Regions from separate parts of the Callithrix jacchus genome. Here region 2 is linked to region 1. The links are chromatin contacts, called in public Hi-C maps. All regions are on one chromosome and are shown on one strand. Each heading gives the region's core, a stretch centred on a gene start, on an enhancer-like site or on the middle of the called end of the contact. The rest is flanking DNA. Distances are from core to core; before and after follow the strand shown.

The links. A called contact is a pair of places that touch in the nucleus more often than the background predicts.
Region 2: a Hi-C map of skeletal muscle shows a contact between it and region 1, with 4 times the contacts expected there. The contact joins the promoter of RPL29 here to the promoter of POC1A in region 1. A contact is called at or near these places in 2 of 3 Hi-C or Micro-C datasets (both in skeletal muscle).

The regions. Positions count from the first base shown.
Region 1 is chr15:34,692,490-34,697,566 of calJac240_pri, reverse strand. POC1A (POC1 centriolar protein A) reads left to right here and starts at 2,587. Exons shown (of 10, transcript XM_078351068.1): 1 at 2,587-2,960.
Region 2 is chr15:34,533,147-34,538,223 of calJac240_pri, reverse strand. It overlaps RPL29 (ribosomal protein L29), which reads left to right and starts at 2,255. Exons shown (of 5, transcript XM_078351061.1): 1 at 2,255-2,303; 2 at 2,538-2,603; 3 at 2,715-2,759; 4 at 3,076-3,140; 5 at 4,073-4,565. The coding sequence starts at 2,723. The coding sequence ends at 4,450.

The DNA of each region.
Region 1 (5,077 bases), core at 1,338-3,837:
GATATTGATGGCAGTGGCTATGCCATCAGGCTGGCTGCAGCAGGGAAGTGTGGCTCGAGCTGCACACACCATGGAGCTGGTGGGAGCCCTGGGAGCCCCGCCTCTTCTGAGTTGGGGTGGGAGTTCCTGGGGTGCCACTGCAGCTGCCCAAACTGCAGCTGCAGACCCAGAGGCTTCTGCTCTTTGAAGCAGGCAGGAGTCCCACCCTCCTGGGCAGGGCCACAGCTGCCCAAACTGCAGCTGTGGATCCCAGCCTCCTTGTGCTCTTTCGGGAGGGCCAGGAGCAAGCAGGATGTGCCTCCTTGGGTGCAGCCGTGGCCACCCTCCTAGGCGCAGGACCTGGACGTCTTTGCAGCCTGCACCCTCAGGAGCCCCAAGACGGACAACCCTGCTGCCCCCATCCCTGCAGGCGCAGGGGTGTCTGCTCCCACTACCTGGCCCCTCTCCACTTCTGACACCTGCTCCTATCTCGGAGCAGGGTTGGGGCTGAGCCCTGGAGCCTTGAATGGCAGTGGGAAGCAAACAGAGTCCTGGATGGAAGGGGAAAGGTCCCCAGTAAGGCCCCATCTTCAGGCCAGAGAAGGCCTGAAGGCTGGGAGCCAGGCTGTCAGTACCATGGGATGGGGAGTGGGGACTCATGTTGCCTCTCCTGGGCCCACCCATGGCTGCCCATGGACCAATTGGCACACACTTCCTCTCCTCTGAGGTCCATAAAAGCCCTGGATTCAGCCAGAGTAGAACAGAGGATGGCCAGAGGACGAAGAGGGCAGAGACAATGGGACGGGATGACCAGCTGCAGAGAGGAGTACCCTCTCTGCTGAGAGCTTCAGGGGTGACCTGCAGCAGAGAGGAGCTATCCTCTCTGCTGAGAGCTTCAGAGACCTGCAGAGATGTCAGAACGACTTGCCTTTGGACAGGCGCCACCCTCTCCAGGGCTTCCTCTCTGTTGAGAGCTGAGCACTTAACAGGATGACCTGCCTACAGAGGGACTGCCCACTCCTCTGAGCTGTTCTAACACTAAGTAAAACTATTCTGAGGCAGGAGAACCACTTGAGCCCAGGAAGCGGAGTTTACAGTGAGCTTAGATCATGCCACTGTACTCCAGGCTAGGTGACAGAGCAAGACTCTGTCTCAAAAAAAAAAAAAAAAGAATGCCAAACATAAAAAAAAAAAAAAGAAAATTGTCCTTTGAACAGTTTTGAACAATTTCAGGTTGTGTTGTTTTAAGGAGAATTTGATTGTGTCTACGTTAAATTAGTACGAACATTTCTAATGTAAATAAACAACTCTATGCCAAATCACAGTAAAAAGTGGATGAAACGTATCCTCCTTTCTTGTATCTGGCCTTTGCTGTGATGACACATGCCAACTCCATGTGCCAGTTTCTGAGAACCGAACTCTGGTTTGCAGATCTCAGGTCTCAGTATGTGGCAAGAAACCTCAGGGCCTGGCCAGCTTGCAATCAATGCTGGAGTTTGGCCCAGTTGGCCTGCCCTGAATCTTGCAAAACATCCAGTTTAGGTCAGTTGCAGGTTGAGAAGATGCCCCCCCAGGGAGGCGGGGTAAAGGAAAAATCTACGGACACTGGGCCTTCTGATTGCAGAAAGTGAGTAAGGATGGCCTCTGGTGGCCAGACCCCTGGATTGCCTCCTTGTTTATTTATTTTAATTTTATTTACTTATTGATACGGAGTGAGTGTCCCCCAGGCTGGAGAGCAGTGGCACCATCTTGACTCACTGCAACCTCTGCCTCCCGAGTTCAAGCAATTCTGCTTCAGCTTTCTGCCTAGCTGGGATTACAGGCACACAGCACCACGCCCGTCTAATTTTTGTATTTTTAGTAGAGATGGGGGTTTTACCATGTTGGCCAGGCTGGTCTCCAACTTTTGACCTCAGGTGACCCACTCACCTCAGCCTCCCTAAGTGGCTTTCAAAGTGCTGGGATTACAGGCGTGAGCCACCGTCCCTGGCCTCTCCTTTTAAAGACTGGATTTCTAACAGCTTCTCAGGCCTGAAGGGTCTCATTTCAAGAGATTCCTTTGAACGGGCCTGGGCCTCTGGCTGAATGGAGAGTCAGGGAGGCTGGGTGGTAGCCTGTGATGCCCTGAGGCACTTGAGGACTTGGACGGAGGATCCTGCCCTGACAGGGCCGGGCTGCACCATGCTTCCTAGTGTTACAAATGGGTAAACTGGTGGACAGAGGAGAGGCGTTTTCCTGAGATCACACAGCCAATCAGAGCGAGAACTGGGAATCCGAACCTAGATCTCTCCACTCCATGGTTGTGATTCCAAGTAACTTATGTTCTTTAAAATCGACGCCTGTCCTAGGAACGTTCGGACTGGCGAACCATTGAGAGTTCCCGAGAGGCGAATACTCAGTTATCAATAGGTTCCTGCGGGAAAACCTGGCTGCGCCGGCGCACGCGGGTGCTTTAAGGCAACCTGATCACAGCAACCCACTTGTCCTCCGCTTCCCGGATCCTTAAGGCCGTCGCTTCGGGTGGTAAAACCCGGCCCGCCCTCACGTCATCTTGGGAAGTGTAGTTCCAACTTCCTCCGGATATAGGGGCGCGGGCGGCTTGGAACTGCATTTCCCAGAAGGCTGCGCTCGCCGTTAGAGCAGCCTGAAGACTGGCCGGTGGGGTGAACCCCTCATCCTGGTTCTCTTAATTTCTCAGGCGGAATGAGTGGCGGCGGACAGAGGCTTTTGGCGGCGCTGTCTGTGGGTTGCCTGGGTTTACGGATCTGGGCACAGAGACTGTGGTGCCGGTCATATAGCTCTGCCTTCAGTCGTGGGGCAAAAAGCTGAGGCGCTTCTCCTTTAATTGAGGTGGGCGTGGCGTGGCGAAGCGACCCGCGTTGCTATTGGTGGTCGTTGGGGGCGCGGAAACTGAACAGATTGCAACGGCCACCGCTTTAGCCTCCGGTGCCGCCAGCCCCGCCATGGCTGCGCCCTGCGCGGTAAGCCCAGCTGACTGCAGCTTCCCCAGACCTCAGTCTCTCCGTTGGGACACTGGGCGCCTAGTCGCCAGAGCGATGGCTGCGAGGGGCGGGTGAGGTGCCGGGTTCCAGGGTGGTCCTCTTCAGGTCCAGTTTACCGTCTGTGCAGGGGGCGCTGGGTCGGGCACTTTCTGAGCGCTTCCTGCGTGCCAGGCACTGCGTCGGGTTTCTGGAGCGAACAAACAGGTTTCTGCCTCCATAGTTTGCATCCTAGCGTGGGACACACGACCACGTCCTGACTCACTTGTGACCTGGGGCCGGTATCGTGCCTCTCTAGCCTTTCTCCCTGTTCTTAGCAGTGGATGGCTGCATGGGGTCTTGTTGCGGGTACACCCTGCTCCAGCACGTGGATACAGCAGGACACTGGGATGCCCGGGCCTGCAGTGTGAGCCGGGCAGAGCCGCCGTCTCTGAGTCCACACTCCTCCAGAGGTCCTCATTTCGAGAGATTCCTTTGAACGTGCCTGGCCCTCTGGCTGATGGGAGAGTCAGGGAGGCTGGGTGGTGCCCTGAGGTACTTGAGGACTTGGACGGAGGGTTTAGGCTAGGATCCAGACCTTTTGACTCCTAATCTGGTCCTCTACCTCCCTTCATGTCCTCGCATGTATAAACCACTGTTGAGGGAGATGAGGCCCACATGCAGGGAACTACAGAGGGGAGGTGATGTGGAGAGGTATGATGGGACCTACGGGTCGGGGTGAACTTGGACTTGCCTCTTCCCACTGAGCCTAGAGGCAGGCACTCTCTTACCCATGTTCTTTCTAGAAGCTCAGGTGAGAGCAGAAGGCTCTGTTGGGGGCCCTCCCCCAGCTGCTACTCCCTTTGTTGTTGAAAGAAGACTGACAGGTGTGTTAAGGGGTGGAGCTGGGCACAAGGCCGTAGGGCCTTTATTCTAGTTACTGCTTTGTAGGGTGGCAGTGGCTTTGCTGTTCCCTAAGGATATCCTTTCCCAGGAGGAGGCTTTGGGCTCCCTGGAGCACCCAAAACGTTCCCTTGAGATTTCTGATATTTAGAGTAGGGGGAGATGTTTGGATGGCTGAATTATAACCTTTAAGCATTGAGACACAAGCTACTATTGGATGGAGATAGTCTGGAATATTCTTTTTGCTGTTTTTCTAAGCAATGTCCTGAATGGCCTTGCTCTTTCTCTGATGATGGGTAGAGTGGAGGTGGTGGTGATGCCATGAGGACCTGTCCAGGGCTGACCTTTTGGGTTCACTGGCCAGTCTGTGGTGGCATTGAGGTGATAGGATCTGATTCCTGAGATGGGATGGGGGGATGCTGTAAGGTTCCTAATTTCTCTCTCTAGGCTTTTAAAAAATTATTAAGATATTCACATTCCATAGAATTCACCTCTCAAAGTGTACAGTTCAGTAGTTTTTTTTAGTGTATTCACAGTGTTGTGCAACTATAGTCACTAATTCCAGAATATTTTCATCATCCCAGAAAGAAACCCCATGCTCAATGACAGTCATGCTCGCTGCTTCTTCCCTTTCCCTATTTTCTCCCAACCCTTGGCAATCACTAGTATATTAATACTTTCTATCTCTATAGATTTGACTATTCTGAACTTTTCATCTGAATGGAATTAGACAAAATGTGGCCTTTCATGTTTGATTTCTTTCACTTAGCATGTTTTCAAGGTTCATCCATGTTGCAGCAAGCATCAGCACTCAGTCCTTCTTAATGGCTATATACTATTCTGTAGTATGGATATGCTGCATTTGGTTTATTCATTCGTGTGTTGATTGACATTTGGGTTCATTCACTTGTTGGCTATTATATTTTCTTAATAGCTATTAAGATTTTCTTTGCTGCTCTGAACATTTTTGTACAAGTTCTTGCATAAGCCACGTTTTCAATGCTTTTGAGTATTTACCTACAATTGCTGGGTCATTTGCTAACCATGCTTTACTATATATATATTCATCTATTTATCTTTTGAGACAGAGTCTAACTCCAGCCAGGCTTAAGTGCAGTAGTTCAATCTTGGTTCACTGCAACCTCCTCCTCCCAGGTTCAAGCAGTTCTCCTGCCTCAGCCTCCCAAATAGCTGGGACTACGGGCACCTACTACCAT
Region 2 (5,077 bases), core at 1,006-3,505, 160 kb after region 1:
CCTGCCAGATCTCTCTTGCCTTTCTTAGGAATGCTTTGGTAAGGAGTCATCCATGTGTCCTGCCTCCACAACCTCCTTCCCCCTTCACTCCCCAAACTTCTGCAGTATGTATCTGTCACTCCATGAAATGGCTTGCCAAGGAATATTCACTGGGCATGTGTTTATTAAGTTCTTGCTCTATCCACATCGTGCTGAGTTAGGCAGTGGGAGAATGAAGGTGATTAAGCCAGTCCCAAACTCAGGGCTCCTGTGATAGTGGACACATACACCTGTAAGTAAACAATGTAATTAGAGTCTGGGAAAATTCTGTAAAAAAAAAAAAGCAAACCATGGCCAGTACAGTGGCTCACGCCTGTAATCCCAGCACTTTGGGAGGCCAAGGCGGGCAGACCATGACATCAGGAGATTGAGACCATCCTGGCCAATATGGTGAAAGCCTGTCTCTACTAAAATACAGAAAAATTAGCTGGGCGTGGTGGTGCACACCTGTAGTCCCAGCTACTCAGGAGGCTGAGGCAGGGGAATTGCCTGAACCTGGCCTGTGGAGGATGTCGTGCGCTGAGACTCTGCCACTGTATTACAGCCTGGGCAACAGGGCAAGACTCCATCTCAAAAAAAAAAAAAAAAAAGCAAACCATGAGAGTACACAGAGTAACTGGGAGACAAGGCAGAGGTTCTCTGTTTTAGATAGTGCAGTCCAGGGAGGCCTCTGTAAGGAGCACACCATCCAAACAGGGAGAAGGGCCGACCAGCTAGCTGGGATAGCAAGCGCAAAGGTCCTGAGGCAGAACACACATTTGTGCTTGGCAGGAAAGAAAGGCCATGGGTTTGAAGAGAAGTAAATGATAAAGAGAGGCTGCCAGGGTCAAGTGGGGTAAAGAATTGATCTTCAATGCAAGAGGATGTCCTTGCAGATTTAAGGGACAGGATCTAATTTGAATTTTAAAATGAGTCACCAAGCCCCACTGCCACATGGAAAATGAACTATAGGGGGAAAAGATGGAGGGCCACAGAGCTGTTAGAGGCAATACTTACTCAATTCTGAGTTCCAACAGGCATCTCACATATAATGTGTCTGAGGAAAACATCTCACTCCCCCTCAAAACACAACAACCAAAGCCCCCTGCTCCCCTCTCAGTCTTCCATCTCTGTAAACAGCACCACCATTCATTCAGTTGTCAAGCCAAAGACATAGGGCTATCCTTGCCTCCTTTCTCTCCCTCATCTTCTGTGTTCCAAGACCCTTTCCTTATCCATTCCTCTGCATTCCCACTGTCCTCCCTTAGGTCCAGGCATCCTTCTCTCCTTCCTTCCCTCTGCTCCTACTCCGCAAGTCAGGGGTGCTTTTTTCTTTTTTTGGTGGAGTTTCACTCTTGTTGCCAGGCTGGAGTGCAATGGCGCTGTAATGGCATGATCTCGGCTCACCGCAACCTCCACCTCTTGGGTTCAAGCGATTTTCCTGCTTCAGCCTCCCTAAGTAGCTGGGATTACAGGCATGCACCACCACTCCCAGCTAATTTTATATTTTTAGTAGAGATGGGGTTTCTTCATGTTGGTCAGGCTAGTCTTGAACTCCTGACCTCAGGTGATCTGCCCGCCTTGGCCTCCCAAAGTTCTGGGATTACAGGCGTGAGCTACCGTGCCCGACCAGGTCGGGTAGATCTCCTGTTTGGGTGCTTTTTAGGAACACAGATCTCCTGGCCGGTCGTGATGGCTCATGCCTGTAATCCCAGCACTTTGGGAGGCTGAGGCGGGCAGATCACCTGAGGTCGGGCGTTCAAGACCAGCATGGCCAACAGGGTGAAACCCCGTCTCTACTAAAAATACAAAAATTAGCGGAGAGTGGTGGCACACGCCTGTAATCCCAGCTACTCGGAGAGGCTGAGGCAGAAGAATCCCTTGAACCCAGGAGGCGGAGGTTGCAGTGAGCCGAGATCGCGCCATTGCATTCCAGCCTGGGCAACAGAGTGAGACTCCGTCCCAAAAATAAAAAATGAAAAAAGAGCACAGATCTTGCCCAACATCCATCCCTCAAGGACTCCTTTCGCTTTCAGGATCCTGAATAGACTTGAAGAGCCCGGTCCTGGAGAAACCGGCGAGGTCACAGCCTCAAGGGGGCGGAGCCAAGCTCGTAGCACCGTCTCCCCGTCTGGCTTGCGTTCTTCCGGGCTTCGGAACCTTTCTTCCCGGAGCCGGGGGGAGCATTTCCAGTAGTACTTTCCGGCGCTGTTGACCTTATTTCCCGTGCTGCACTGCGGCTCCTTTCTCTTCCGGTCCTAGGAGCTTCGGGAACCGCGGCTTGGGTGAGTGTTTGCCGCGCGGTATCCGATGCCATCCGCGACTTACGGGCGGCGGCGGGGCGCAGGCTGCGGAGAGGACGGCTGACCGGCTGTGTGTCTGTGGGGAGCGAAAGCTGCGGGGTGGGAATGGTGTTTCTAGATCCTAAAGAGGAGGATGGCAGGGAAAGCCACTTTATTGGGGAGCGCAGCCTTCTGGGGGTAGGGGGTTGATTTCAGGGCATCATTACCTGGGTTTAGGAGTCGAGAACTGGCGTCGGGTCGTGCAGAGCGAGTCGAGACTGGTGGAGGCTGCAGATCCAAAGCGTCTGTCTGCGGATTCATTCTGGTTTCTCGTCTTGCGTTTCACCAGATCGGGGGGCAGAGGTGGCCCAGCCTGGCGAGCTTCTCGCCCTGATCTCCACTCTTGTCTTCCAGGTGCAGACATGGCCAAGTCCAAGAACCACACCACACACAACCAGTGTAAGTTTTTTGGGCCCTGCCCACATCCCAGACCCTGGTAAGGACTGATTCAGGCAAACTGGGGCGGGGATGAAGGGGCATGTTTCTATTTTGGGCCTGAGGCTGATTGATTTCACCTTTAGGGTAATACCTTTAGGGTTATAGGTTTAGAGATCCGCTTGAGATACAGTGTTTTGCACTCAGTGGTAAGGGTTTCCCATACCTCAGCTGTAGCTCCTGTAGGAAGCCTTGGTTCACCCAGCCTTGCCAGCTGTGATGTTGGGTGGTTTTATTAGAGGAAAGTTCATTGTGGCTTAATTCCCTTTCCCTCTTACAGCCCGAAAATGGCACAGAAATGGTATCAAGAAACCCCGATCACAAAGATACGAGTCTCTTAAGGGGGTGAGTATGGACTGAATCACATGGATGTGTCTTTTCTTGATTCCAGGTGCACAGTCAAGGCCTTTCATATAGTTTTTCTCTAGCTTCAGCTTCTGCCTGAGCAGAGCCTAACTGGCCCATCCAAAGCCTGCAATTCCTTTTTCTACCCTACTAGCCCCATAATAAAGCTTTCCTTGGTCTTACCCAGCCTGAAGTGTGACCCTCTGGTCAGGGCATAACCTGTCTCCTGAGAGCAGTTTGTTTGGCCATCTCCCTCACTCAGCAGTGGCACTTAGGGTAAGGGTACAGCGTGGCCTTGTCTCAGTGTGTGCAGGACACCTTATGATCTTTCCCTTACCCCACTGACCAGCCTTATGACCTTGATCTGACCCAGTGCTGGACTTGGGGTCAGCTGCTTTTCCTGTCTTAGGGGGTTCTAAGGATTCACTGAGAAGGATGGAGGGTCTAGGGGAGAGCTGAGTCTGTCCTCAGTCTGTTCCCTTTACTTTTGCTCTCCATTCTGTGGAGTGAATCACAAACCCTGAGCCTCAGTTTCCCCATATTCTGCCTCGGTTATGAGTCTATTGGACCAGACTTGGTATTTAATTGACGCCTTCTATAGAAGGGAGGGGTGTCCCTGAGGGGATGTCAGAAAAAAAAAAGCTTGGTTGAACCCCTGCTGTAGTTGAAGTCTTGAAACGTTGGCTGACAGGGCAGCAAAGCGGTTTTTTTTGTTCTTGGAGGAGGTCTGCACAGCATTAGCCAGGTGGAGTATTGTCTCCTTGGGGTGGTGGTCCACCTTCTCTGGAAATAGTTTCAAGAGGTTGGGTATTGGCCACATTTGAGGTTGACTTGATGCTGTCTTTAGAACATTGGGTACCCCTGTGGAGAGGGGCACCAGGGAGAGACTTGCAGACCCACATGCTGCCACCTGTACCTTTCCTGCTTTTCAGGTGGACCCCAAGTTCCTGAGGAACATGCGCTTTGCCAAGAAGCACAACAAGAAGGGCCTAAAGAAGATGCAGGCCAACAATGCCAAGGCCATGAGTGCACGAGCTGAGGCCATCAAGGCCCTCGTAAAGCCCAAGGAGGTTAAGCCCAAGATCCCAAAGGGTGTCAGCCGCAAGCTCGATCGACTTGCCTACATTGCCCACCCCAAGCTTGGGAAGCGTGCTCGGGCACGCATTGCCAAGGGGCTCAGGCTCTGCCGGCCAAAGGTCAAGGTCAAGGCCAAGGCCAAGGATCAAACCAAGGCCCAGGCTTCAGCTCCAGTTTCAGTTCCAGCTCAGGCTCTCAAAGGTGCCCAGGCCCCTACAAAGGCTTCAGAATAGATATCTTTGTCTGCCAATGCGAGGACAGAAGGACTGGTGTAACTCCCCTGGGGCTGCCATCTGCATGGGGCTGGGGTCCTCCTGTGCTATTTGTACAAATAAACCTGAGGCAGGATTAGTTAGCCTCTGTCTATGATCCTGGGGCTGGGGTTGGTTGCTCCATCTGTTGGTGTGGGAGAAGACATTAGCTTTCTGTGGAGGGTGGGTTGTGGGTGGGAGTCAGGAGATGGGGCCCTGAAGTGAAAGAGCGGACCTAATGAATGAGAAATGATTGGGGGCTTGTGGGAAGTTTCGACACATAGCTTGTTGAACTGGGTAAGCTGTCGAGCAAAGGGAGAAATCTTAAACATCCTCATGAGGTCTTGAAGCATACTCCAAGGGAGGGGAACAGGCTCCACTGAGCAGCTCTGCACTCTGGCCCGAGGTGTCCCAGACTGAAGCTCTTGGTGCACCCGGTCAGCATCCACTGCTCTGGGTTGTGTTAGTTCCCCAACAGCTAGGAACCCAGGAAGGCAGGTGGTGGTGGCATTGCCTTACTCCCATGACTGTTTCTGATCCTGCTGTGCCCCTGGGTCAGCTGCTTCACATGTAGACCTTGTCCTCAGCAGACTATGGAGGAGTAAAGTA